4 separate regions of the Mus musculus genome follow, and regions 1, 2 and 4 are each linked to region 3. A link is a contact called in public HiChIP or PLAC-seq and promoter capture Hi-C data. All regions are on one chromosome and are shown on one strand. Each heading gives the region's core, a stretch centred on a gene start, on an enhancer-like site or on the middle of the called end of the contact. The rest is flanking DNA. Distances are from core to core; before and after follow the strand shown. Region 1 holds the start of Zfp593 (zinc finger protein 593). Region 2 holds the start of Slc30a2 (solute carrier family 30 (zinc transporter), member 2). Region 3 holds the start of Paqr7 (progestin and adipoQ receptor family member VII). Region 4 has its middle 29 kb from the start of Man1c1.

What was found. Promoter capture Hi-C pulls out the DNA fragments that hold promoters and counts their contacts. HiChIP or PLAC-seq counts read pairs in DNA pulled down with a chosen protein or histone mark.
Region 1: a contact with region 3 is called in an H3K4me3 HiChIP or PLAC-seq map of bone marrow-derived macrophages, with 5 times the contacts expected there. The contact joins the promoter of Zfp593 here to the promoter of Paqr7 in region 3. A contact is called at or near these places in 9 of 39 promoter capture datasets (the HPC-7 cell line, Sertoli cells, embryonic stem cells and 5 more), 11 of 484 Hi-C or Micro-C datasets (B cells, the CH12 cell line, the G1E-ER4 cell line and 7 more), 9 of 115 datasets of contacts at active chromatin or transcription factors (SST interneurons, bone marrow-derived macrophages, embryonic forebrain and 5 more) and 5 of 9 other capture datasets (adipose tissue, embryonic stem cells, liver and 2 more).
Region 2: a contact with region 3 is called in a promoter capture Hi-C map of stem cell-derived epiblast-like cells, with 3 times the contacts expected there. The contact joins the promoter of Slc30a2 here to the promoter of Paqr7 in region 3. A contact is called at or near these places in 6 of 39 promoter capture datasets (the 3T3-L1 cell line, hippocampal neurons, macrophages and 2 more), 3 of 115 datasets of contacts at active chromatin or transcription factors (T-cell acute lymphoblastic leukemia, embryonic stem cells and neural tube) and 3 of 9 other capture datasets (adipose tissue, embryonic stem cells and pancreatic islet).
Region 4: an H3K4me3 HiChIP or PLAC-seq map of bone marrow-derived macrophages shows a contact between it and region 3, with 4 times the contacts expected there. The contact joins the enhancer-like site here to the promoter of Paqr7 in region 3. A contact is called at or near these places in 5 of 115 datasets of contacts at active chromatin or transcription factors (bone marrow-derived macrophages, embryonic hindbrain, embryonic stem cells and 1 more) and 5 of 9 other capture datasets (adipose tissue, embryonic stem cells, embryonic tail and 2 more).

Annotation. Positions count from the first base shown.
Region 1 is chr4:134,242,752-134,249,704 of GRCm38.p6, reverse strand. It overlaps Zfp593 (zinc finger protein 593), which reads left to right and starts at 4,114. Exons shown (of 3, transcript NM_024215.2): 1 at 4,114-4,401; 2 at 4,618-4,680; 3 at 4,775-6,399. The coding sequence starts at 4,202. The coding sequence ends at 4,916. It overlaps E130218I03Rik (RIKEN cDNA E130218I03 gene), which reads right to left and starts at 5,942. Exons shown (of 5, transcript NR_040436.1): 1 at 5,883-5,942; 2 at 5,730-5,801; 3 at 5,292-5,470; 4 at 4,603-4,798; 5 at 3,832-4,282. It overlaps Gm30191 (predicted gene, 30191), which reads right to left and starts at 2,757. Exons shown (of 4, transcript NM_001372229.1): 1 at 2,353-2,757; 2 at 1,320-1,403; 3 at 1,120-1,217. The coding sequence starts at 2,442.
Region 2 is chr4:134,339,304-134,346,314 of GRCm38.p6, reverse strand. Slc30a2 (solute carrier family 30 (zinc transporter), member 2) reads right to left here and starts at 3,269. Exons shown (of 8, transcript NM_001039677.2): 1 at 2,979-3,269; 2 at 2,099-2,307; 3 at 266-412. The coding sequence starts at 3,028.
Region 3 is chr4:134,494,277-134,501,209 of GRCm38.p6, reverse strand. Paqr7 (progestin and adipoQ receptor family member VII) reads right to left here and starts at 4,449. Exons shown (of 2, transcript NM_027995.3): 1 at 4,174-4,449.
Region 4 is chr4:134,729,517-134,736,243 of GRCm38.p6, reverse strand. No RefSeq gene overlaps it. Among named protein-coding and RNA genes, the nearest start is that of Man1c1, 29 kb to the right of the region's middle. Within about 2 kb of position 1,478, at least 248 of the 459 cell types and tissues checked have an H3K27ac peak or open chromatin away from gene starts, as enhancers often do. A contact at or near this core is called in adipose tissue, bone marrow-derived macrophages, embryonic stem cells and 2 more, where this site is marked.

The DNA.
Region 1 (6,953 bases), core at 2,865-5,364, 250 kb after region 3:
CCAGAGAGGGGCAGTGGACAGGGTAGTGGACAGAAGGAAAGACAAGCAGAGAGGCCAAGGGAGTCGGGGCAAGGTCAGGGCCTGGAAAGCAAGGGGAGGTAGAAGAGGACAGGATCAGGAGAGGTGAGAGGGCTGGGCAGAGGAGAACCGGGATCCCAGAGTTGGATGGAGCGGTCAGGAGTTTGGAGAGTTGACTCTGGTGCAGAGAGGATAGGCCAACAAGCCAGGTCTGGAAAGCCAGAGAGGGACTTTGAGAGGAGAAGGGGGAGCCTGTTGGGGTGAGCTTGTTTGGGTCCTATAGGAGGGACCCTCCCCTCCCCCATGTGGGGAGAGAGCCAAGTGAGCCAAGTGGTTAGGCTCTAGGATTGAGAGAAAGAGGAATTTGGTACTCGGAGAAAGTGGAAGAAATCCTGGCACAGAGAGATAGAAGAGGAGTTAGGGAGAGTCAATACGGGAAAGGACTGTCAAGGAGGGGTGATAAGGCTGAAGAAGGAGCCTTGCCTCTGGAAAAGTCCTCAGAGACCTGGGACTGGAAGGTGGGGGAGAGGTGGGCAGGAGCCCTGAGGCAAGACTAATGGATGGGTGTCCTAGGGAAGCAGGGAGTGTGGTGGGTGGGTGCGCAGGACTGAAAGAACGCAGATGGGCTCTGTGTGTGTGTGTGTGTGTGTGTGTGTGTGTGTGTGTGTGTGTGTGTGTGTGAAACCAAAGCCAGTTGGAAATGAAACCCTGAGTCTGTTCCCAATATCAAAGACCTTATCAAGCAATTCCTTCCAAACTGTTGCGCTTTGGGCTCCTCGGGGATCCTCAGGCCTCCATGGGCACCAAGAGAACCAAAAGAGGAATCTACGCTGGTGACAAGCTGCTTTGGAAGGTGAGGGTTTATCATCTAGACCACCCTTCATCACAAGCACCCAGGAAGGTCTTCTCTGCTATCCTGGGTTCTAGGGAGATGGCTGTCCTCAGGAAGGACTTCCCTTTACCTCAGTCCCAAGAGATCTAACCCAATCTCCTACATAGGCCTGCTGTATCAGCCCGGGACTAAAGCTTTACAGGATTGGGACAGAGGTAGAAGAGAGATCCTAGGACCCTTCCAGCCCTGCCCCCTAAGGACACACATACTGATCAGCACAGGGCTCTGGTGGCAGCAGTTTGTCCTCGTCTTCTTTGTTAAACAGAGATGACATTGTCAGCCAGCCTTTCACCCCAACCCCCTGAACCTGGGAGGAGAGAACTGGGCGTCAGGAATGGACCAGCCTCCAGGGCTTCACCACAGCCTCTGTCAGGCTTCCAAGGCTTGAACGGAAGACTGTCAGACTCACCCTGCGGGCCAGCTGTGACATGGGGTTGAACGTCTCCTCCGTGGGTTCTGCCTTCTCAGACTCCTCCAAGGTGGGGCTCTCCCTCTGGGACATAAGACACCCCCAACCCCAAGCATGAGAGGAGCCCCATTGCTAACCAGCACTAGGCAGCCTATGTACCATAGAAGTGCATCTCCCACACACCCTGCATCTCCATTGGAGCCCAGAGGAATGCCTGCGGGCACACACATCTCTTCATCATGCTTCTGCTCACATACGCAGGGCTGCATGGTAAATCTCTGCAGATACCCTTGAGCACCTACATCTGCCCACTCCCAAACACAGCTGAACGAACTGGAAACCTTGCACAATGGCACACTATGTGTGCTACTACAGACACACAAGCGTCTTTGTGGCTAGACCTCTCCCCCTGTATACACACGGGTGTGCAGTCTAGGCACCCGGGCAAGAGCACTCACGAGGCTAAGCAATTCATTCCTGTGTCCTCTCCTGCAGGAAGCTGGCTAAACAGAGACCTAGGCACAGCCCTCCAAATTTCTCTACCAACCAAACGTAGCCCCCGGAAATGCCCACATGAAAGCACGCAGGTACAGAATTCTGCTCAAAACGCACATGTATGGAAACTCACTAAATCCAGTTCACATCTGCACCGGACTGTCCACAGAGACACTAATTGTAGCATTCTCTTGCCGACACATCCACAGGAAGCCAGTCTTGGACACGCACCTGTCCAATCATAGGCTTATCCACCCCCTCGCCGGGCTTGTCCCTGCCCCCTGCCGCATCTATTTGTGTAACTGCCATTTATCACAACTACTAGACATAAACGGTCTTAGTTTCAAAGTCCTTTTTGCCTTCTCTCTCACAACCAAGTACGGCCTAAGTATGGCTTTCATCAGATGCTGCTACTGTGGTCCGCAGAGGGTGAGAGCCACTCCCTACTGCCATAAACAGGAGCTCACTACTCTGCAGGCAAGGGATCCCACTTTTGCTTAACTTTGTCCACTAGAAAGCTGTATAAAGTGTAACGTACTTTTGTGTCTACTGCCGATATTGGCGTTGGAACGATCTTTTTCGTATGGCAGCTCCTGAGATCCTTGGAGTCAGCGACTGCTTCTCTCATGGCCCTAGCTCTCCTTCATTTTCTTGAACATCTCTGTCGCTGCGCTGTGCTGTTTGGAAGCCCACCTACAATTGTCTTCTTCCCCAGACTATTTAATGCTCTCTGTGCTCCCTACCTTGGCTGGCTGTCTGTCTGGCCTAGAAAATAAGGACAGTACCCACCTCCTCTGCCAAGTTCTCTTCAGATTCTCCACTCAGCGTCTGTAGCACTTTGGACTTGTAAGTTTTCCAGAAGGCTTGGTTCATGGCTGCAGGGGAAAAGGGTCCTGGCACTCAGGCACAGAAGGCTGGTAGCTCAGTGGGCACCAGTGGCTCTGGTCCCAGAAACTTGGAAGAACCAAGAGCCTGTCCCCGGGATCCGGTGACTTCATGAAAGATGCACCAGTCTCCCCAGCTGGCACAGTGCCAGGCAGGTAAACTTGATCCCACGGATTCTGAGGTTGGGGCAGGCTTGTGCCATTTCAGCCCCAAGTCTTGACCCAAATTGGCCAAAGTTAATAAAGTCAGCTTTTTGGAGAGTCCATTTTTCTGCCTGCAGTCGGGAATACTGATGGCGGCTCAATAGCTGTAGAAAAAGTTTTCCACTTGAGTGGAGTCTTGAGTCCAGGAGCCATACCTATGCATCCTGTGATCGCTGCCATTCTAGCTGGGTCCTCATCAGGGTCCCACCCTGTGTCTACCCAGTCCTCATAAGTTGGAGTTGGAAGATCCCAGACCTCCAGTCAGCACGCTGGGCTTCCATTTCACTTCGGGTCTGGCCTAGAAACCTGTTCTCCCCAGGGATGCACGTGCCTCACTCCCTGTTTCCTGGCAACTGGTTCCAAAGAGCCAGAATGCTTAATTATTGCTGAGGTCCTCTGCCCCCATATAGTGGAGCTGGCTCTGGCCAGCCTGAGAGGCACCAGGCCAAGATGAGCAGAGGCACCATTTCTTGGTCATTTCCCCCTTTCCTGCCAGCCCTCCCTGGGCATAAAGAAAGAAAGCAAAGGTGGGGGGCTTCTTCTAGGGACATTTCCTCTTGGGCTAGTGATGTGGTGCCCCACCCCAAACTCCTCTGTTAGACTGCCTGCCTGGATTATATGAAGCCCTGGACACCAACCCCAGTTCTGAAGAACCAAGCAAGCAAGCAGCCAACCAACCAACCAACAACAGACAAAAAGCTCTTTTTGTAAAAAGAGCTGAGCACTCTTCAAGGACAGACCCCTTAGGTGGTAGATTCTTTGTGAAACAATTTTCTGCTTTTTGCCCCAGGAATTTGCTTGAGAGTGGGGGAGGGAGAACAGAGGAGAGATGTAAAATGAAACGCCAGTGGGGGGTAGGTGAGGAGAACAAGGCTCTTTGTTAGAACCTAGGGGTATCTCTGGGTGACCCATCCATGATTCCACACTAATTCTCATTTATGAAGTAATTTATTCATGGCACAAGCAACAGTGCTTCCAGAGACGTTAAAAGCATCCCCTACCACTGAAATTCGGGGTGTGGAAACCGGCAAGTGAGGATGGGGCGGGCAGAATAGTGGGACCGGCTCCCCTCAAGCCCGCTCACGCCCCGCGAGAGCCCAGTCACTATCATCGACGACCATCTGGGGGCGCTCAAACGGCCAACCCGACCGTGACGTCATCAGAGGCAGTCTGTCCAATCCTGCTCCGCCCCCGGGCGGGCCTCTCGTGACGTCACTGGGCGGCCCGGAAGCGCCAACACGTGTGGGTCTTTTCCCTACTCCCTGTTTCTTGGTCTTGTGTGTGGGTGTCTCTCTGATCATGGGTCGCTCTCGGCGGACCGGCGCGCACCGAGCACATTCCTTAGCCCGCCAGATGAAGGCCAAGAAGCGGCGGCCGGACCTGGATGAGATTCATCGCGAGCTGAGGCCGCAGGGGCTCCCGCGGCCCAAGCCGGAGCCGGACGCGGAGCCCGACCCGGACCTGCCAGGGGGCGGCCTGCATCGCTGTCTGGCTTGCGCGTGAGTCCAGCCTGGGGAGGAGCAGGGTCTGAGGTACTAGCTAGGGGCAGCGAGGTCCGGGCCGCGAGCCGCTAGAAGGTTCTGTCTTGGGATCCCTGGGTCAACCCGCCACTTATCACTTCGGGTTCAGAATCCGATGTCTGGGAACGAGCTAGGGCCAGGGAGGTGTGAGAGACCTCACCCCTTCACTCTTTCCCTCACCCTACATTCCTGCAGGAGGTACTTCATCGATTCAGCCAACCTGAAGACCCATTTCCGATCCAAAGACCACAAGAAAAGGTATGGAGGGGTCAGTAGAGGACTGGCGGATGGGTGCCATGCAGGAAGGGTTTGCACTCGGTGAGCTCCGATCTCCAACTCTTCTTTTTCCCAGGCTGAAGCAGCTGAGTGTCGAACCCTACAGTCAGGAAGAAGCTGAGAGGGCAGCGGGCATGGGCTCGTATGTTCAACCCCAGCGGCTGGGCGTGCCCACAGAAGTGTCCACTGATATCCCTGAGATGGACACGTCCACCTGAGTGGCCTAAGGATGCAGGGCAGAGGAACTGCCCATGGGCAGTGGTTCATCAGCCAAGCTGAGAGTGTGTATTTTGGATTTCCGGTTTGCGGAGATGCTCTCTTCCGGGTGTTCTGCCCAAAATAAAGGACCTGGACAAGAGGGCACACCTCCGATACTAACTTCCCTTACCAGGGGTTTCTGGGCCAAGATGTCTACTCCCTACTAGGTCCAGCTTTGGAACGGGTATCCTCCCCCTGCTTCTTTGGATCTAGGCTGGAGTCTGGCTAGGTACAGCGTAAAACTTGGGAGTAGGATCTAGCGATGGCTGAGACTAATCCCCAAGGGGAAAAAAGTGGGATTCGGATATTGCAGCCCCCTCCCCTGAATCGCCTACCTCCAAGCCTGGGCGAGAGGCTACCCGCCTCATCACGGGGCCTGTGATGGTTGCCGCTGCTTCACCATCTTCCATACTGCATAGCAGGAGCCACCTAACCCGAGGACAGCCAACAATGTAGCCACAATCCCAACCAGGGGACTCCGGGGCTCTGCCTTCAGCTCCCCAGCCACCTGCATCTGGGAGAGCACAGAGGGTGCACGTGAAGGGTCAACTGAGGCTTCTAGGCAGGAAGAAGGGTATAAGATGGCGCAGCTGGGTAAAGAAGATGCAGGCGCCATTTCTGCCCCAGGGAGATTCCACCCCAATCCTTCTCGCCTCACTGCCCATCTGGGTCCCGGCTAGTCAGGCAGCAGGGAACGTGACAGCCTGACTGTTGGGGGTATCAGACGTGTCGTTGGGGGAAGTTGGGAGGAAGAGGTAGGTAGATTTCCTTACCTGTAGCACCCGGAAGTAGCCAGGAGTCAGGCGTCGAAATCTCATAGTGGGGGCACTGTCCTCCCTGTTGGCCTGTGAAATGGGAACAGAAATGAAGACTGGGTGTCGCCCAGGGTGCCAAGAAGTGGACACCAGAGCATAGGGGTCCCTGACCTATTTGCCTGGGCACTGTATGCTCAGAGGATGCTCACCGATGCCGGCTTACCCAAGTCTGGCAGGGGGCAGGGCGGCTGGATCTTTAAATCTGGTCCCTCCCCCCCTGCCTGCTGCTGCCTTGCCAGCCTTAGGAGCAGCTGTCAGGAGGGATCAGCATCAGGCCTGAATATCAGCTCCTCCCCCATTTACCAGAGAGGCCAGGCCAGGCATGTAGGCCAAGTCTTGGCTGACAGTGCCCAGGAGTCCCCGCATCCATCAGGTACTAGGCAGCCTCCCTCGGCCCTGGTCTGAACTGGATGTGAGCATTCAGCAAAAGAGGCCATACAACCTGTTAGCCACTTGACCATTGAGGTTCTGTAAATTCAACTACCTTGGTGGGAGGGTACACTTCATCTCCACCCCCCAACCAAAGATGGAGTTCTCACAAGAACATCTTTTGTGGGCTTGAGGGTGACAAAGGTTTGCTTGTGCCATTAAGCTGTCTATAATGTTATGTTAAAAAATTTTAACTACATTTATCAGTGTGCATGTATTTTGTTATCTCTTGCTTTTTCTTTTTTTGAGACAGGATTTTTCTACATAGCCTCCTGGCTGTCCTGAAACTCGCTATGTAGATCAGGCTGGTCTTGAACTCAACAGAGATCCACCTGCCTCTGCCTCAAGAGTGCTGAGATTGCCGGGCAGTGGTGGCGCACGCCTTTAATCCCAGCACTCGGGAGGCAGAGGCAGGCGGATTTATGAGTCTAAGACCAGCCTGGTCTACAGAGTGAGTTCCAGGACAGCCAGGGCTACACAGAGAAACCCTGTCTTGAAAAAACAAAACAAAATCCAAAAAACAAAAAGTGCTGAGATTAAAGGTATAGGCCAGCATGCCTAGCTTTTTGTTCTCTGTGAAAATGAAGGGGTGGGGGGAAGGACAGTTTTCAGAATAGTATGTGGAATATCTAAATAGAGAATAAGAACGCTCCAGTGCAGTGATGGGGAGGGCTCTAGTTCAGTGATAGAAAGTCTGTCTGTCCTTTGCAGGCTCTGCAAAAGATCCCCAGAACCACCAAAAAACAAAACAAA
Region 2 (7,011 bases), core at 2,020-4,519, 150 kb after region 3:
CAGCCTGGGCTACCTAGCAAGATCCTGTAAAGAGAACTCCAAGACTAGCTGGGTAGGATACAAGCCTGGAATTTTAGGACTCAGGAGGTGGAGACATAAGGAACAAGAATGAATGGGTAAGTAGCCTTGGTTACTTACAAGCTCAAGGCCAGCCCGGACTACTACTACACTGTCTCAAAACATGTAAAATTCCAAACAAAATCATATCGTGACCCGTACATTTTCTCTTGATCAGCCCCCATCTCCGGTCCACTGAGATCCCTACCGGCTCGATGCCAGCCGAAGTTCATGGTCTTGGTGGCTGGTCGGGAAGACACCCAGAGGGCGAAGAGGCTAATGAGCATGCTGGCAAAATCCGTGAGCAGGTGCGCAGCGTCGGTCATGATGGCCAGGCTCTGTGCCAGGTACCCACCTGCAACATCGAGATTCAGGACCCTGAGGTTCCCCAAAAGAGCCAGCTCCCCTAGCTGTGTACAGCGAAGAGCCCACACACCCTAGAAGATGAGCCAAATTGGGTTCAAGGTCTCTGAGTCTCTCAGTTGTACAACATGGGCACCTGACCTCCACTCTTGCGCCTGTGGATGGAGTTCTCACAGGCTGTAGTGGAGCACACCTTTCATCCCAGCAGAGAGACAGGGAAGGCACTGAGCTGAGGCAAGCATGGGCTACTGAGCAAGTTCCAAGCCAGCCCCGGGGCTACACAGAGGAACCCTGTCTGTGTCTGTCTGTGTGTGTGTAATGCTGGTGGTGGGGAAACCGTTAAACCCAGCACTCGGGAAGCAGAGGTAGGTGGATCTCTAGGAGTTCAAGGCCAGCCTGGTCTAAAAGAGTGTGAGTTCCAGGACAGCCAGGGCTACAGAGAAATCCCATCTAATTAAAAAAAAAAAAAAAATTCAAGGAAAATAAAAGGGAAGAAAGAAAAGTCATTTCTCCATGGGAAAATGAGCTAATTCAAGCAGATTAAAGTATATTTAAAGGCAGGTTTATTGGGAAACCTCTTATGTGGCTCTCAGGTGAGTTAATTGGTCCCAAGAAAGAGGCCAGGGAAGTCTTCATGAAGAGGGAGATAGAGGGGAGGGGGAAGAACAAGGAAGTGTGTGGGAGAGAGAGAGAGAGAGAGAGAGAGAGAGAGTGAGTTAGAGTTCAAAGCAGGGTGCCAAAATGTCTGGATTATTTAGGAAACAGTCCCTCTTGGGGGAGAAGTTGTTTAGTCCCCTGGGCTGAAAAGTTCAGGGTGGAGGGCAGATTTTACCAGGTAGAGACTGAAGGAGGCTGGGAGAACCTGGAGGCCTGGTTCACTTTGTTATGTTAAATATGCACCTCAGCTGTTTATCTCAGATCTTATTCACAGAAAATCAAGTTCACCTAGGGACAGGAAAGCAAAATAAGGGCCTCAGTAGGGGCTCTTCTTATCTCTTTTATTATTAACCTAAGTGTATGTCTTTTGCTTACATGTATGTATGTATACCATATGCCTGGTGCCCACAGAAGCCACAAGAGGGCATCCGACTCCCTGGGGCTAGATAGAGTAACAGATGACAGAGCCCTCACATAGGTGCGGGGAAGCAGGGCCAGGTCCCCTGGAAGAGCAGCCAGTGCTCTTAACTACAGAGCCATGCCAAGTGATTGCCTTAAAAAAAAAAAAAAAAATTAGCCCGGTGGTAGAGGCACATGAAAGGCAGAGACAGGCAGGTCTCTGAGTTCGAAGCCAGTCTGGTCTAAGGGAGTTATAACAGCCAGGGTTACACAGAGAAACCCTGTCTCGAAAAATAATAAACAAACGAACAAACAAACAAATAAATAATGGTGGTTGTGGTGTCACATATCGTTAATCCCAACACTCTAGAAGCAGAAACAGACAGATATGAGTTCTAGGCAAGCAAAGTGAAAGCTCAAAAAAAAAAAAATAGAAAGAAAGGAAGGAAGGAAGAAAGAAAGAAAAAAGAAAGAAGAAAAAGTAACCAATAAAACGGGTAGCTATTACTGCCATTAGCATTAATGTAAACATTCAGCCTATGTGCACAGCAACTTTCACTTAATTCACACACACACACACACACACACACACACACACACACACACACACACACGGCCTTACCAATGATTTCGCCAATCATGAACACCAGGCAGATGGCAGAGGCCACATAGAGTTTGCGTCGGGCCCTCTGCTTCTCGGGGTCAGGGTGACTTCCAGAATCCTTCTGGGCATGGCAATAATGGTTGCTCTGGACAGCCAGCTCAACCGCGGGCAGGTCCACAGGAGGGATCCGGCTAGCTTCACTCTTCCACAGAGATCCTAAGAAGGACCTGGAGGCAAGAGGAAGGACAGGAGACCGCTCAGCCGGAGACGGGGGAGGGGGCACTGGGCCAGTCTCTGGGAGTTATTGCTAGTCTGCTGTTTCCAGAACAAGTAAGAACACTCCGAACCCCGCGTTGGCTGGCGGGTAAGCAGAGGTATGCAGCCAATGTTACAGGGGGGTGGGTGTGGTATTGGGGAGGTGAGTCTTGGGACCTTGTTCTATGATGGTCCCCTGCTCCTCCACCCATTCCCAGGCTGAGAGCTTTGCGAACTAGCCAAAGGGCAGTCAGTCCGGTCGAGCTCAGAGAAAGAGCTCTGAGCAGAGTTCTGGCTCAAACAGCAGCTAAAGACCATAGCTCAGCGCACCCAAGGACACCGGGCCTCCCCACCTCAGGGCTGCCCGGGATCAAAGTGCTGGAGTGAAGGCGGGGTTCCAGGCACCCTACGTCCCACTCGGGCGTACAGGCAGGCAGCGTTCAGGAACTGTGTGCTTGGCCAGGTGAGACAGGTGATCCCTGAGGCTACGAGGCCGCCGCCAATTTCCTTTCTCTTGCCTCACCCCATCCCTCGGATCGGGTCCCAGTTCAAGCCCCCGCTCGGACCAACCACAGCCGAGATGGTCAAAGAGGAGGTACGTGTGATGCTGCCCAGCTTCCCGCCCCTTGGGGCTTGAACTTACCGGGCTCCGCGCGTGCTCTCCAGCAGGTTCTGCTTGTCCATAGTCTGCATGCCGCCTCTCTCGGTGCGCCCTCGAAGTTGCGCGCGGGACGATGGCAGCTCGCAGTCACCTTCCACCTTCCGCTCCGGCCCTGCCGCTGCGCCCCGCGCCCGCCCGCTTTATCCCCGGCCCTCCTCGCCACCTGGTGTGAAGCCGCCCGCCGCGCGTCGTGTGCAAAAGCCCGCGGGGAGGGGGGAGGGTGGCCGGCTGCAAAGGGAATTGCGGCTCTGCCCCCAGGACCTGACCCCTGCATCCCCGGAGCCCGAAGGAGCTGAGCCGGACTGCGACCTAAAGTTTTTGCCTGGAGCAAAGAGAAAAGCACTTGCTAAGAGTTGCCTAGAGTTGCTAAGTTAGGACTGGATGACCACAAAACCCACTCTTCCTGGAATCCTGTAGAAAAAAAAAAGCCTTGGAATCCAAGTTTCTAGAAAATCGGCCTGGCGTGGTGGCATACACATTTAAGGCCAGCAATGGGGAAGCTGAGTCAGGCAGATCTCTAGGTTCGAGGCCAGACTGGTCTACAGAGTAAGTTTCACGGCTACACAGAGTGTCTCAAAAAACAAAACCAACCAACAATAAACCCTCAGAAAAAGAAAAGAAAGAAAATCCTTCGATTGCCCTTAGGGTAGGGATGTGACTAGCAGCTTTGATGGGGGCTACTGCGGGGAAGAGAGACTTCCTGGAATTGGATTCTTGGTGCAAGGGAGTGACAGGGGGCTGGTGCTCTTGCCCCGTGGCTGCAGCCAGAGAGGATCTGCCTCCCCCTTGCTGGGGCGGTGCCCCACAATAGGGCTGTTGGAGTTACAGACCCATTTTGAAAGTTCCTCCTGCCTTGCACTCTCTGATTGCGATCTGGAGTGGCCAGATCGGCCGCTTTATCTCCGTCTCTACAAAGAACAGTGTCCTGTCTTTTTAACCGATGCTATCTGGGGAGAACAGACACACTGCAGGAGACTGTGTACCCCAGAAGCCCAGCAAATTCCTAAGAGATGATGTGGGACCTTCAACGGAGAAGACCACACCCCACACTTTTCTCTTCTCTTCTCTTCTCTTCTCTTCTCTTCTCTTCTCTTCTCTTCTCTTCTCTTCTCTTCTCTTCTCTTCTCTTCTCTCCTCTCCTCTCCTCTCCTCTCCTCTCCTCTCCTCTCCTCTCCTCTCCTCTCCTCTCCTCTCCTCTCCTCTCCTCTCCTCTCCTCTCCTCTCCTCTCCTCTCCTCTCCTCTCCTCTCCTCTCTTCTCTTCTTTCCTTTCTTTTCTTTCTTTTCCTTCCCTGAGACAAGGTTCTCTGTGTAGCCCTGGCTGTCCTGGAACTGGCCATGCTCTGTAGACCAGGCTAGCCTCGAACTTAGAGTAGAGATCTACCTGTTTCTGCCTCTCCAGTGTTGGGATTAAAGGCATGTGCCACTATACCCAGCTTGCCCTATGTATTCCAAACAGTCTATTTTTGGGGGGATTGGGCTCTGCGATTCACTCTCCCCCCACAGCTCAGTGCTGATAGATATCTCCTTCCGGTTGATGATCTCTGTACTCAGTCACTCCATCTCCTAGATTCTTCATGACCTCAGCTTGGAAAGTATAACTGGGGGTGTAGTTTGTGGATTGAGCAGTCATGCACAAAGCCTTGGAGCCTATCCAGTGCCCAGTGCGGGAGAAGGAAGTGTGAGACCCCGACTTAAAGCGTTTCTCCCTGAACGGTAAAGCCCCTAAACGTTCCCCCAAGCTTGTTTTCCCTGATCTCTAAAAATACAGCCAGAAAGAAGCTCTTTGTTCTCTATAGCCAGCAAAAAGCCTTTTTGTTTCTAAACCTTACAACCAGAGATGTGATCATTGTAAAAAGATCTAACCAGGCCCTTGCCTGGCTCCCTGTGCCAAGGACACGGAGATAAACTCCACAAAGAAGAGCTACAACTCACTCCCCACTCCTCATGCCTTGTAATTTTACCAAGGACACCTGCCAGAGAAGAGCTGTAGCCAAACTCCTCCCAACTTCTCACTTTTTCCTTTAAAAGCCCCCTACTGTTACCCCTTGGGGTCGAACTCCCCTGCCCTGCACAGCTGCAAAAGGAGTTCGTTCTCAGCTAGCTGACAACAAAGCCTCTTGCAGTTTTGCATCAGGTGTGGTTTTCTCTCGAGTTATTGGGGTGCCAGCTCATCCCGGGACTTGAGCGGAGGTCTCCCCAGTTTCGGGGGTCTTACAGAAGGAAAGGCCATGTGTATCACTACGGCCATGGTTAGCCCAGGCTAGAAATGACCACGTCTAGCCCAGGCTAGAAATGAGACTGTAAACCTCAGAGGAAAGACTGGTCTGGACATGACGGGACTGGGGTAGCATGCAGACTCGAGTTCCAGCCTCAGCACCATATTAACCAGTGGAATGGCATATGCTTGTAGTCCCACCTCTGCAGAGATGGAGGGGAAAAGGGATCAGAAGTTCAAGGTCCCCTTTGGCTTTATGGCTACTTTGAGGCCAGCCTGGGGTACTTACGACTTGCAGGCCCTGTCTCAAAAAGACAAACAATAATGAAAAGAAACCCATACCAAATCCTCTCAGTTAGAGAAGTGGGAACAGAAGAAACAAGTATTTCTGGGTGCATAAGCCTGGAATTCAGCTGATGGGGGAGCAGGGACAAGAACTCTCCTCCCCTGGTGTGATGGTTTGTACTAAAACCATAAGGAAGACACCTGGTCAGCTTGGTTCAGGACTGAGTACCTAGGTGGGCATTTAACACCTATGAAGTTAAATTGAAACACACAGGAGACCCTGACAAGGTCACACGGGCTTGCAATCCAACAGTTTAGGAGCCTTGGGCAAAAGGCTAGCCTGGGCAATTTACTGGGACCCTGTTCCAAAGTGAAAAAGGACTGGGGTGTGAGCTTGGTGGTAGAGGACCCCGACTAGGCACAAAGTCCTTAGTCCAGTCCCTGGTCCTGTAAACATGAATTAGGTGAGAGGCAGCAAGTGCTGTTTGAGGGAGTCTCTATAGAATAACCACAGATTGCTGTCATATCTTACTTAGGGAGAAAGATTGTGACAGTGTGCTGGACGTGGTGGCGCACGCCTTTAATCCCAGCACTCGGGAGGCAGAGGCAGGCGGATTTCTGAGTTCGAGGCCAGCCTGGTCTACAAAATGAGTTCCAGGACAGCCAGGGCTACACAGAGAAACCCTGTCTCAAAAACCAAAAAAAAAAAAAAAAAGACTGTGACAGTGTGTTAGAACACCTTTATCTCCTAGGTGCAACACATACATTCTCCAGGTTTTGGTTTTGGCTTTTTGAGATAAGAGTTTCTCTGTGTAACAGACCTGGCTGTCCGGCAATTTGATTTGTAAAAACCAGACTGGCCTTGAACTCACAGAGATCTGCCTGCTTCTGCCTTCCAAGCACTGAAATCAAAGATGCACAACACCATGCCAGCTCAGCAGATCGCAGATTTGTTTTAAATTCATATTCCAACATGCATGTGATATTATATGTACACACACACACACACACACACACACACACACACATATATATATATAAAATCTAGTTTGGCTTGGCTTGTTTGCATTTGAGACAGTCTCCCTATGTAACCAAGGCTGGTTTGAATTTGAGCTACCCCTGCCCCAGCATCCTGAGTCATGGGATTATAGGCTAATGTCAGACCACCCAACTTATTCCTTTTGGTTTTAGTTTTGGTTTCTTGAGACTGTATCAAGCCAGCCCAGGCTGATCATGAATTTTCTGAGGGTGGCCTTGAGCTACTGATCCTCCTGCCTTGCTCTTCCACCTGAAGCCACAGATATTCTAATCTTCGGAGCTGGTCATAAAAGAATCCTCTGGCCTGAGCAATCAGAGAGGCCCTGCCCAGTATCTGGGATGAGGAAAGTGAACAGACTCTGCTTGGTTTTGTCACCGGCTATTTAACAGCGGGTCTCACTTTTCTCGTCCAATCAAATCCCCCAGGGTTGCAATTTAATTGTGTTTACACGAGGACATCTCCAGTACACACATAC
Region 3 (6,933 bases), core at 3,200-5,699:
GCCCTATCATGGAGCTAGAGGACACCAGAGGGCAAACTATAAGCAATCCAAAAGATACACCGCCGTGGGCTGGAGAGATGCTTTAGTAGCCAAGAGTGTGCAATGCTCACACAGGATCTGAGTTTGGTTCCCAGTACCCACAGGCTTACAACTACCTGCAATTCCAGCTCCAGGGGGAATCTGATATCATCTTCTAAACTCTTTTGGCATCTGCACTCATATGTGCACAACCCCATATGCAGAAACACACATAAAATAAAATACATCTTTAAAAAAAGAATAGGTTGCCAAGAGAAGCCAGAATTCCGGTCCCCCATCCCTCTTCTCCAGGCCTAACTCATGCTCCCCTTTTCCTAGACTCTGGGTCACCCTCTTCACCTTTTCGTCCAATGTTTATCAACCTCAATTCCTCCCGGAGGTCACACACCCCTTGGTGGTACCTCCCCCTGGCTGTGGGTCATCTGGAGAAAGTGGAGAGAGTGAGCCTGGGCCCTCTGCACTGAGTTTTCTCCCAGTGCCTACTAACCTTGAGCCACCAGGCCACCCCACAGATCAGGGCACACAGGGGATGATGGGTGTCCCCGCTCTGCTACCTCACCCACACAGATGCCTGTGAAGAGAAGCAAGCCAGAGGTCAACCTAGAGAAAGACAGGGCCACCATCTAAAGGGTAGATGGCTACAACTCAACTCCAAAGAAGCCCAAAGTCTGGGCTTTGTGTGGGCCTGGAATCTGAAGTCTGGAACTTACTAGCTTGGTAACTTCCTGAGACTTCCTTTACCTCTCTGAGCTGGTTTCCTGGGAGGCTAAAAGAGCTACCATGGGGCTCTTGAAAAAGCTGTCATGGTTCAATGCTTAGTGTTGCCTCTGGCTTTGGCTATACTTTTTTGTTTTCTGGTTTTCCGAGATAGGGTTTCTCTGTGTAGCCCTGGCTGTCCTGGAACTCACTCTGTAGACCAGGCTAGCTTTGAACTCAGAAATCCGCCTGCCTCTGCCTCCCAAGTGCTGGGATTAAAGGCGTGCACCACTACTGCCCGGCTACTTTTTTCTTTTAAGATTTATTTATTATTATATGTAAGTAGCTTATATGTAAGTATATTATATGTAACTATCTTTAGACACACCAGAAGAGGGCATCAGATCTCATTACGGATGGTTGTGAACCACCATGTGGTTGTTGGGATTTGAACTCAGGACCTTCAGAAGAGCAGTCAGTGTTCTTACCTGCTGATCATCTCTCCAGCCCCTGGCCCTACTACTTTTCTTGGGATTTTCTTGCTCAACCACATAAGCTCTGGGTGGCTTGGAGAAGTTCCTTGCACGATGGCCCCCTTTTTAAGGGGGAAAAGTGAATCCACCTACTTGAAAGGGTCCTGAGGCCCTGTGACTTTCCATCAGTATTTTAGGCCTGCAGAACAGAGCTAATGAATCGGCCTGGTGTATTCCCCTGCTCTCAGATGCCTCAGGCCTCACAAAACAACCATGGTCAGCGGGCTGGGTCATGCCTTTGCTTCTTCCTGTCCTGGCCACGCAAACTACTCGTTGTTGTTTTGTCTATCCGGACTGTTCAGCGTGTTCTCTTAAAGATTATTTTATCTCACCATGGAGAACAAGGTTTGGCCTCATTAGGTAAAGAGAATAAAACCAGGATTCAGAAATCACACAATGTACAAATGTCTCTTCTCCCTTCGTTTTTTTTTCTCATTTATTCATTCATCTTTCCTTGCTTTCTTCCATCTGTGTTTCTTTTTCTGTGGGTGTGCACACGTGGATGCATGCCCATGTGTGAGGTTCTGTGGGGACCTGTTAGGACCTCTACCATGCTCCACTTTAATTTGAGGCAGGGTCTCTCCTCAAACTTGGAGCTCATCAGCTGGGCTAGACGGATTGGCTGACGAGTCCCCTAAGCTCCACCGCAGCCCTGGTGGGTCAGGTTTTCCATGTGAGTGCTGGAGGGCCATACTCAGTTCCTCATACTAACTCAGCAAGCACTTTACTGGCTCAGCCCTCTTTGTCCTTTTCAGACAGGATGTCACCGTGTTGCTCAGACTGGCCTTCAAATCGTGATTGCCTCTGCCTCTGCCTCTCTGCCTCTCTGCCTCTCTGCCTCTCTGCCTCTCTGCCTCTCTCTGCCTCTCTCTGCCTCTCTCTGCCTCTCTGCCTCTCTGCCTCTCTGCCTCTCTGCCTCTGCCTCCCGAGTGCTGGGATTGCAGGTGTGTACCATCATACACACCAAATTTTTCATGTTTCTATAATCCTGTTAAGAAATAAATAACCTTTGGCCAGAGAGTGGTGGTCCATGCACTCTGGAGACAGAGACAGGCAGATTTCTGAGTTCCTGAGTTTGAGGCTAGTTTGGTCTATAGAGGTGTTTTTTCCAGGATAGCCAAGAGCTACACAGAGAAGCCCTGTTCCCAGAAACCAGAAAAGGGAGGAAGGAAGAATGGGAAGGAAGGAGACAGAGAGAGAGAGAGAGAGAGAGAGAGAGAGAGAGAGAGAGAGAGAGAGAGAAATGGCCCTAGCAATTTGGAGCTGAGGTGGGAGGGCTACCTGAAGCCAGCCTGGCCTACATACGAAGATCCTGCATCAAAATTAAGTTAATAGTCACTTGGAGACAGAAGGAAAAATCACTTGAACTCAGGCGTTCAAGGCCCATGTGGGAAAGCTGCCAAGACTCCTATCTACAAAAGATAAAAGAATAGCAGTAAGAAGTATAGTCAGAGTTCATATTGTGACTGGGAGGCAAAACCTCCAGAGGGGTCCTGAGGGAAAGACAAGCCATGGAGGACCCCAAGTGGCATTGCTTAGAGGCTCCATCAGTCACCTACAGTAGCTACTTTCCCATGTTTCTGCATAACTTCCACCCCCATTGCATCTGGTGATCCAGGCCCAGAGGAACGATAATGCCGACATTTGTCTAAAACTAACTCCAGAAGCAAGGCTCCAGGCAACTTCTGGGCACCCAGTGTGGGTAAACGTAGACGGGACAAGCTCTGGCAGGCTTTCGGGTCTCTCAGCAACCAGGTCGCCTCCCCCTTTGCAAACCAATTCTCCAATTCAGCTCAACCAATTTAAAGAAAAGGCTACCTCCGCGTCTTCCAGGACTGAACAAGAAACTATTGGTGTTTCACACTGCATTGTGGGTCTCCATTTGTACTCAGTAACGTGATCAGAATGGAAATGTTAAGGACATTTTCCCCCAAAGTTCAGACACTCCCACGGTTCCAAGGAGTACCCTGAAAGGGAAGATCTTCATCATGGTGTCCCCGGGTACCCAACAAGAACAGTCAGCTTGGGGAATCCACCAAGCCTCCTCTCAGTGCATAGCCTGAGGCAGCCTAAGGGGCTTCAGGGGCTGCTAGGAGGAAATCCCCCAGGTTAAGGCTGAGGGTGGTGGTGGGGCCTTGTCTCTTTTCCTATCTAGGGCAATCTGGCTTTCCTGACGCTAGGGAAGGGATCCAATATTCTGGCCTGGTAGCCCTCCCACCTCTCTAAAGCTTTCCTTGGGGGTTCCCCCACAAGGATCTGCAAAACATACCACACACACACACACACACACACACACACACACACACACACACACACACACACACACTTCCACCCCTGCTCCTTCTTGTCCCATTATAACCTCGCTCCTAGAATGCAGCACATAGCCTGTGAGGTTGGTTGTTCCTGCCCAGGGTGTGATCCTGCTGCACAGGCTGTCTCCCATGCCTAACTTCTGCAGACGACACTGAATTATTCTCCCCATTCCACAAGCCACAAGCTCATAGGCTTTACTCCAGCCCTGGTCCTCCTTCTCCATGGCATGCTACCTCTGGTCCTCCCATAATCCTTCTGCTCTCCCCACTCCCTTACAGTGACCCCCCCACTGCTCCTCCGGGGGTGGGGTGACCTCAAACGTTTCTTCTTCCGGTCCCCTCCTTGAGGCTAATTCCCTTGGTGACCTCTCCTCACCCCTACCGGGAGGTGCTCCCCTACATAACTGTCCGGCTGTCAGGGTCCTGCTGTCTTCGGCCTCGCCCCATCTTCTGCCACCTGCCCACTTCCGCCACTGGGCACCGCACGCATGCAGCTAGGAGCACACCCCCAACCCGCGTGCCGGGGGAGCACTTCTCTACTCCCAGCCCAGCCCAGCCCGGCCCGGCCCCGGGATCTCCAGGAGCAGTCTCACCTGTGGTCAGAGCAGAGCTAGGAGCTGTCTGCTGCGTCCCCCGCGCTGGAGTCGCAGATAAAGGGGTAGCGGCCACGCCCCAAGCCCGGAGGGCGGCGCTGGGCACCGGGAGCTCAGCCGCCTCCGCCAGTCTGCAGCTTCTCGCCTGGCGTTATGCAAGCTCAGACTGCAGGAGGGGTCACTCCACGACGCATCCCGGGACTTCCTGCGGCCACAGTACAGTCTGAAAATAGAAGGCCCAGAGAACCTAGGCTCAGATAAGAGGCTGCAGACTCCTGCAGAGTTTACCCACTTCCCCAAAGCGCAAGCTTCGCTCTGTGATAGTTGCAAGAGAGTCGGATGAGTGTCCCAAGAGCTCTGAGGCAAGCTTGAGCTCAGCACATACCGCTCATGCCTCACAGGGCTACTGTAGTCCAGATGTCGCTCTCCCTGGGGAGCTGCGTCCCAAACTGGGCTCTCTGGCTTATCAAAGTCTCATCCCGTGATCTCTGACATTTTCCCTGTCCTGATTTGTCTAGATCTCTGTCAGAACAACCACTCCTGGTTGTCACATCTTCCAGGTATGGGACCAGCAGAGAAGGTGAACAGCCCAGTGGGTTTTTATAGGCAGGGTATGCCTCCAATAAATACTTTCTTACAGTGCCTCATGTGCCTGCCCCTTCTGTGGTGTTCATACCTAACAAAAATGGAGTACCAGACCGGGTCTTGAGTAAAGAGGCCTGATTGGTAGAGGCTAGGGCCCTGTCCTTTACTGAGCTTTTGAGTCTAGAGCCCTGACACATTAACAGGATTGAAGCCTGTTGCTACCCCAGCTCACCCTGCGACCTTGGACAAACCTTGCTCTTTTGGGCCTCAGTGTTATAGAGATGGCAGTACCACTTGACAAGGTGTTTAGGTCAAACGGTGGACATGAAGGTCTTTGGAAACTGCAAAATTTCCCTCTGTACTGTGATGAGCATATTATCTTAAGAGAATTGTATGTGAGAGACTGGCCTCTCATTCAACAAATTCAGACAAACGCCCACATTTCCTGAATCCATGGGGCAAGCCGACAGGCCTGCCATCCCGTGCCTACTACTCTGGAGACTGAGGCAGGAGGATTATTTGAAGCCAGGAGTTCAAGGGCAGCCTGGGCAACATATGGTGACTGTGTCCTGATAGGATGAATAAAAATGAGAGACTTTGCAGACAGTGGTGGCAGCGGTGGCACACGCCTTTGATCCCAGCACTCAGGAGCCAGAGGCAGAGGCAAGGGATCTCTGGGTTCTGGGCCAGCCTACTCTATGGAGCTAGTTCCAGGAAAGCCAGCGCTAAACAAAGACATCCCATCTTAAACAAAACAAAACAAAACAAAACAAAACAAACAGTAAGGACTTAGAAGAAGCCTCGGACTCAGCTTCTATTTTTGGCAGGAAGGTCAAGCTCTCACTGCTTTGATTCTTTGTTTCCGGTTGGTTTGGCTTTTGTCAGAGGTGGTATGTTTTTTGTTCATTTGTATGTTTTTAAAGGCAGAGTCTCACCCAGCTCCTGCTTGGAGCTCACAAGTGAAGCAGAGGCTGAGGTCTCCGGCATACACCACCACATCCTGTCCCCTCTTGGTTTGTTTTCAAATCCACGGTTTATATGTAATGTTCTTGGCCTGTGGCAAGCGGTGAGCCAAGCAGTTGCCATGACGACCTCTCTTGATCTAAACCATCCCCTGAAACAGGTTCTGTGTCTACCACTCTACACAGTGGGGAAGCGAGCTCTGAGCAGCCATGGGGCCTTCTCTATGACCTTCTTCAAACCTCGAAAGTTCCTTTGAGGTGAATGTGGTGGCCACTGTTTTATGGGTAGAAAAGTCGAGGCCTAGAGCCGGGAAAGGTGCATCCAGGCTCAGGCGGCTGTAGCTATGTCCGGTTCCGGCTCTGGGAAGTGACTCAGGAGGTTTGCCTGCAAGAGAGAAGTCGTTTGGCCATGACCCTCTGAGAGCCCAGCAGTTGTGTGAGGACTGTGGTTAGCCAGTCAGTGCCTATCAGCTCCATGCAGGGCCTCTCAGGTATGCTGTTGATCTATGGCACACTCTGTCACCGTCTTTGTCTGTGTCTGAGGAAACAGGTTCCAGAGTGTGACCTGCCCAAGGCCGTCCAGTCGCCTAGCACTGGACCTGGATCTAAGCCAGCTCTTATCTTGTGGTGCAGGGATGGTATGATGGAGTAACCCCAGTGTTTCCTTCACGGTCTTGCTACTCAGCAACTCCTGTCCCCAGCCCAGGCAGCAGGAAAGCAGCGCTGGGAACACCGCATCCACAGCTCATTTCAGGCCCTTGGGTGAGAAGCAAGACCTCCATGGTCCAGAAGCACAGACCCCACCCCACCCCCTTCCCCATCAGAATCCTCTAAGCTCAGGACCCTGGGGCCTTGTGGGTAACTGTGTGTCATCCAACCGTTGTCTCAGATCCTAGGAAGAAGGTTTCTAGTGAGATTGGAGTCCAGGGCCAGCCTCCTTCAAGCCCCCAACAGAAGTCAACAGGACTTAGGAATCAGGCTCTGAACTCGAACTTACCAGGAAAGAGCTTCAAGGTGCTCAGAGTGAGAGAAAGAATGGACAGGACAGGTGGCACCTGTGATGTCCCCAACAAAGTCGCATATTCATGAACTCCGCAATGCACCTGCTGTGTTACTATGAGCATTTTGCATACCCTTTCTGGATACATCCACATCACTACAGGGGGTGTGGGGGGAGAAATACCATTGCGAAGGTTTTTTTTTTGTTTTGTTT
Region 4 (6,727 bases), core at 229-2,728, 240 kb before region 3:
ATAAAGTGTTTCTTGGCCCCAGGCACAGACTGGAGCTAGGATTTGAGGATTTGAACTAACTCACTCTCTCTCTCTCTTCTCTCTCTCTCTTCTCTCTTCTCTCTCTCTCTTCTCTCTCACTGTCTCCTCTCTCACTCTCTTCTCTCCCTTCTCTGTTCTCCACCCTCTACTCCTGCAGCACCCCCCCTCCCCCTTTGTCACAGAAGCAGAATCTGCCTTCAAACACCTCCTGTCCCCATGGGCTGTATGGACTGGGCCCTGCCCTCAGGCCTCTGACCTTGATGGTGGTTTTTCCCTTCCAGATGGCCACAGGCCACCATTTAATTAATGGAGTAAATGTAATTTAATTAGCTGTTTCAACACTCACTCCACACTTCGGGCCATTAGATCCACATTCCCTTGGATGTGCTGTGGGGCTTTCTCCGCCCTCTGACCTGACTAGACCAGACAGATCTTTGATTCTTCCATCTCCTCAACTTCCAAAGTCAACTTTTTTAGTGGAAAACAAAAGGAAATTACTGAAGAGACACCAAGTTGCTCATGGGATCTACGGGAAAAGCTGGCTCAGGGGAAGGTGGAGTTGAGGACAGGTTGTGGCTCCTGGCGTGGACAATGTGCCTTATGGGAAACCGTGGCCGTAAGGGATAGGGGTGCTCGCTGGGCAGCCCGGCACTGCTACTGCTCACCAACAAGTCGTTTCAGCTGTGCCCTGTGTGACACTTGTGTGTCCCTGACATGAAGGAGGTGCCTGAGAAACTGAGGTAGGGACAGGTGTGCTTCCACAGCTGGCCAGCTGGGACCAATGTCAGGTTCCCACTTAAGACAGACCTGCCTTCCTGCTCACCAGCTAAGAAAGGGGACTGAATAGTAAGAGTTAGAAACCCAGCAAACCGGGTGTTATCATTTCCACAGAGGTGGTCTCTGCTTAAATTCCAAGAGCTGAGCCTGGCAGTGGTGGCACACACCTTTAATCCCAGCACTTGGGAGGCAGAGGCAGGCAGATTTCTGAGTTCAAGGCCAGCCTGGTCTACAGAGGGAGTCCCAGGAGAGCCAGGGCTACACAGAGAAACCCTGTCTCGAAAATACAAAACAAAACAAAATTCCAAGAGCTGTTACTGGCTTCCCCACTGTGGTAGATCAGAGAAGGGCTCTGTGTTTTTGTCTGTTATTATCTCCAGGCTTGGTGGGCATGGTGACAACAGGACAATGTTGTAACCGTGAGTCCTTGCAAGCCAGGCTTCTGGAGCCTTACCAACTTCAGGGCCCGGCAGAGGCAGGCTGAGCCTGCCCGGTATCAAGCACTGTGGGCCTGCTTGGCATGGGTTTCAGCGCAAGAGGGGACCCCTATGGAGACAGTGGAAGCCACAGCAGGCCAGTTTCTCACTAGAAGCACGGGTGTGGCAGGAATATGTGTTTCCTGTTGCCTCAGGGTGTGGTGGTAGTGTGAGGATGCTGGCTACCGCCCACAATTGAGGTACTGGAGCCCACTGCGGTAAACTTGGGGCCGCTGTGCGCACTCAACCCACATCTGGGCATGCTCACAGAGCCTCCTGATGGTGGCAAAGGTCTCCTCCATCAGACTGTCAGTCCCTGAACCTGAGGCCATCTCCCCTCTCACTAGAGGCTCCTAAGGGTTAAGGGAAGCTTCCTCTTACATAGCCAGAGCTTCTGTGTACAAAGGTCTCCCACTGGCTACTGAGGATTCTGAGCACTCCTTCCTCCCGGTTAGAGGGTAGGGAAGCCATGGGGCGCACACTAGGTTCAGACATGAAGGGTGGGGCCGGCAGAACTGGGAGGAACCGGTTTATCCTGAAGGAGGTTGAGCGAGGAGTTAGGACTTGCTGAGGTAATCCTCCAGGGGGGCCATCCCCTCCACCGGAGGATGAGGTGTGACCAAAGGAATGTAGTGCCTAGGGGTAGCCCTGCTGGCCCAGGCTCAGCCCCAGGAAACGGTTGCCAGGCCCGCCCCTTGGAGGCTCCAGCCCCGCCCCTTGGAGGCTCCAGCCCCGCCCCTTGGAGGCTCCAGCCCCGCCCCTTGGAGGCTCCAGCGTTGTTCTACTTGGAGGTTTTGAGTACTTGGCCCCTGCTCCTGGTTATTGTCTCATCCTACAGAGGCTGACAGATGTGCACAGCTGGATGGGGGCGCTCAGCAAAATCCAGATGCCTCACCACAGGCCTGAGCCATAGAGCTGGGCTCTGGGTGCTAGTCCCAGCACCATCAACCTCCATGGGTCTTAGTTTCCCTATCTGTCCAGAGGGAGGGTGCCTTCATTCTTCCCTCAGACACTAACTGGGGTTTCCTTGGTCTTCTGGCCTTATTATTTGGGGTGCATGGTTTGATTTTGTATACTTCTCCTCTCTAATTTACATTAAAAAACCAATTGTTTTATTTTCATTTGTGTGTACGTATTTGTGTGTGCGCATGCATGTGCATGCCATGCGAGTGTGGGTACCTGCAAAGTCTGGAAGAGGGCATCAGATCCGCTGGGGTGGGAGTTCCTTGAATCCCGTGACATGGATGCTGGGAACTGAACCAGGGTCCTCTGGAAGAGAAGCAAACACTTAGCCAGGGAGCCACTGCTCTGCAGCTCCATGCCAGTCTCTTCAGAGGCTGAGCTCACAAGCCTGGCTAGGAAAATGAGCTTCAGTTTCACGCTCACTGACGTTTCCGCCCGCTCTGCTGGTCTTTAAGCTGCAGCTGCACTTTTTTGGATTAAGTTATTGGGTTCCATTGTCTACCACTCCTCTGCACCCAAATCCCTTCGAACCCCCAACACTCGGTAGGAGAGAAAGAGGGTGACAGGGGAAAGGGACACAGGTCTTTTTAGATTACTTCCTGATGACTAGGGATATCGAATTCTTTGGGGCAAATCGAGTCTTCTTCATCAGACTATCCAGCAACCCAACAATAACAAAAGTGGTAGGGATCACAACAGCAGAGACCAGCAGCTGTCCCAGGCTCTCGACTTTATACCCTCTTAAGAGTCCCCAGAATGCCAAATGCAAATTATCTGCAGCTGGCAAAAATCACGTCCCTTCTAGAACATGAGATAAATCATTGCGGCTGTGGACAATCTGAAGCAGCCCCATGCCCCAACCCCTGGACCAGAACAAAACATAATCACATAGCATAACTGGGTTTTTATAAGGAAACCAAAATCCTCACTACATTAAGGAGACACACATTTCTAGCCTATACCGTCTCTGTTCCTTTAACAGCTTACTTTAGTCTTCTTGCAAGGCAGGTTTACCGGCAGTAAATTCCACTATTTTTATCTTTTGCAGAAATCCTTATTTCTTCACTTTGTGCATATGCCTGTGTGATGTGTGTGCATGGTGCACACATTTGTGTGTGTGAGTGTGGCTGCACACCTGACGTGATGTGAGAGTGGAGGTCAGAGGTCAGTCTTCCTCCTACCTTGTTTGAAACTGGGATTCTTTTTGTCCTTTAGCACTGTGTAGCCCAGGCTAGCTGGTCTGCAAACTCTGGGGCTTTCTCCTCTCACCATAGGGGTGCCAGGGTCCCAGAGGTGCACTTCTGTGCATGGCATTACATCGGTTCTGAGGATTCAGACTTGGGACTTCAGTTTACCCATCATGCATCTCTCTCTTCAGCCCATCTTTCATATTTAAGGGCAAGTTCATGAGGTGCAGACTTCTTGGTTGGTGGGGCCTTTTCTTTGATCACATTAAAAATTCACACAAATGTGAATGCTTGAGACAACCTTGAGACAGGGTTTCTCTGTGTAGCCCTGGCTGTCCTGAAACTCACTCTGTAGTCCAGGCTGGCTTCCAACTCAGAGATCTACCTGCCTCTCCAGTGCTGGGATTAAAGGTGTGCCCCTCCCGCACTGCCCCCCCCCCCAGTAGTTTGCACAGGTTTTCTTTGGCCACTTCAGGGATGGTTTCCTTCATCTTTGGTTTGCTGTAGTTTGAAATCAATGTGACAGAGGTTGTCTGCTGTTTGGCTTGGCATTCCTTCATCTTTTCTCCAGGTTTGGCCTCTCACATTACTGTGGGAGAAAGTCACAATGATGACATCAAGTATTGTTTCTGGTCCGTTCTCTTGATCTTTGTCTCCTGGTATCCCCTTCACATGTGTGATACCTACTGCATTCACCCCACCACAGACACTAGAAACTCCCATAGCATCCTCCGTCTGTGTCACTCACTTCAGCAGCTAAACACTATCCTGCTTTCTGTGTGCTCCTCTGCCCTGGGCCTGTGATGGAAATGCAACCATATTCTCTGTGGTAACTCTCCCACTTAATGTAATGCCTCCCAGGATCAGTGTGGATGTCTCCCCCCTTCATCCTCCTCTCTCTGGTTTAGCCAGGACCCCTGCTGTGGCAAGGGTCAGCATGACAGCTCATTGCAGAACATGTGTGGAGTCTCTGGTATCCTGGCCCCCACAGTTTACCTATGTTACTCCTTAGCTGCTTCCCCCTCCCCACTCCTACCTGCAGCTACCAGCCTGTGGCTCCTGCTGTTAAGACCCCATGCTTCCCGGGCGGGCGCTGGGAGTCCTCTTAGGTGGGTGTTGGGAGGCTGTATGAGCTCAGCACCTTTCTGTGACCCCTGCTGAGCCTCAGCACATGGTAGGCCCCAGGCTGGCTGTTGTCCTTTGACCACAATGGTTCTCTATTCTCTTCTTACACTTCTCTTTTCTGAGGCTGCCCAAGGGAGGGGACAGCCTCCCATACCAGACAGTATCCCCGGAAAATGTATTTGCTTTTTCTATAAAAATCTATTTTTAGATATATTTACTTTATTTCATGTGTATGACTATTTTTGCTTGCCTATACGTCTCTTCATCATGTGTGTGCCTGGAAACTGGAGTAACGGATGGTTGTGAGCTGCCCTTTTGGTGCTGGGAATCAAACCTGGATCCTCTGCAAGAAGTGCTCTTCAGCCGGGCATGGTGGCATACACCTTTAATCCCAGCACTTGGGAGGCAGAGGCAGGTGGACTTTTGAGTTCGAGGCCAGCCTGGTCTACAGAGTGAGTTCCAGGACAGCCAGGGCTACACAGAGAAACCCTGTCTCGGAAAAAAAAAAGAAGTGCTCTTCACTGCTGCATGGTCTTTCGGAGACCCACATTTTGTTTTCTTGATACCTTTACCTCTGGGATTGGCTGGTGGGAAAATCTAGTGAGAATCTTGATTTTTTTGAAAAACACAGACATATGGGAATATGTCTTCATTTTGATCACAGATACGGGATATGGGGCTGCTTCAGACTGTCCACAGCAGCTGACTAGGAGTTAGCCTTGTGCTCTAAGAGGGGTGTGGTTTTGCTAGCCACAGACAATTTTGGAGATTGTGTGACCTTTGGAATTCTGGGGACACTTCAGAGGGTCTATAAATGCTAGGGCCCTGAGAGGCAGGGTGGGCTGTTGGCTGGTTGCTATTAGTTAAGTAGTTGTGTGCAAAGGAACTAGAAGAAGAAATTAGATATTCTGCTGGGTGAAAATCAAACTGGCCTAAAGGAACTTGATGCTCCTAATCAGCAGGAAGTAGTTTAAAGATAACGTCACCCCCTTTCCCCTCTATCCTTTTTATCCTCTCCTGTCTCCTGTTAGTGTGTTGAAAGGGTGGAAGAGAAGGGGTAGAGACAGGTGGAAAGTGGTTCTGGGTCTCACTTCTCACCCTGGGCTGTCCAGGTGCCTGCTGCACATGGGGTGGGAAAGGATAGAGGAAGGCGGAACCGGTGGATCAGCAGGACCTCAGGATGTCGATCCAGCTTCGAGGTCCCTTAGAAGGCATTCAGTGAAACACTGTGTGCGTAATAGCTCCAGGGCGCTTAGAGACCTCGGGAAGTGAGAAGGGGTGTGTCAGCTGAAAGAACTTTGGCTGAGGCTTGCAGAGCTGGGAACACCTCATTTGCATGGGAATGCCTCATTTGCATGGAGAGGCATTCCAAAGGCCTGCAGGGCAGGAGAATGGGAGTTGAACCAAAGACCAAGTAACGTTCCTCAGATAGAGGATGTGGGGGTCAGGCTCCCTAGATAAGGTCAGGCAGAGAAGAGGAAGCCCTGCTGAAAACGGCAGTCCTCCTTTTTGTGCAGAGCTCGGGGAGCTGTCCAGTCATGGTATACAACGACCTTTACAGCAACAAGGTTTCTCAACAATGGAAGAAAGAAGAACCAACAGAGTAGTCAGTCTGGCTACAGAAAATCTTCAGTTTCACATCTCTGAGGAATCCCTGTCCCCAGTCTTTTGAAAATGGAGAGGGAGGGTGGTCAGTTGCTCTCTCAGTGAGCTCTAGAAGGAGCGTCCTGCTGCCCCAGTCTGATGGCTTAGCAATGTTCTTGTGCGGGGCATGAAACCCAGGGCTTTGCATGTATTCAACTACTGAGCCACACCCCATCCGCATAAATACTCCGCTATGCCTCTGATCCTCATTATCCATTCAAGAAGCAAAGGGACACCCCTTCTCCTGCCCATCCCATAATCCCAACCAGTAGTCCCAACATTACTTCAGAATTAATATGAATGATTGGCTTCTGCAGGGCAAACCAGGAGGAGAAGGAGTGTGTGTGTGTGTGTGTGTGTGTGTGTGATGGCAGCCCCACTAGCGCTTGCAGACCACTTCGCCTCTGCTTCCCCTTATCTCACAGATACAAGAGGAAATGATGCCAGAGGTCGTCTCCCCCATAGATGGAGGTTTGCATCTTGCTCAGAGAGGTGAGGTGATTTGCCTGAGATCACACAGCAGGTGTGCATGGA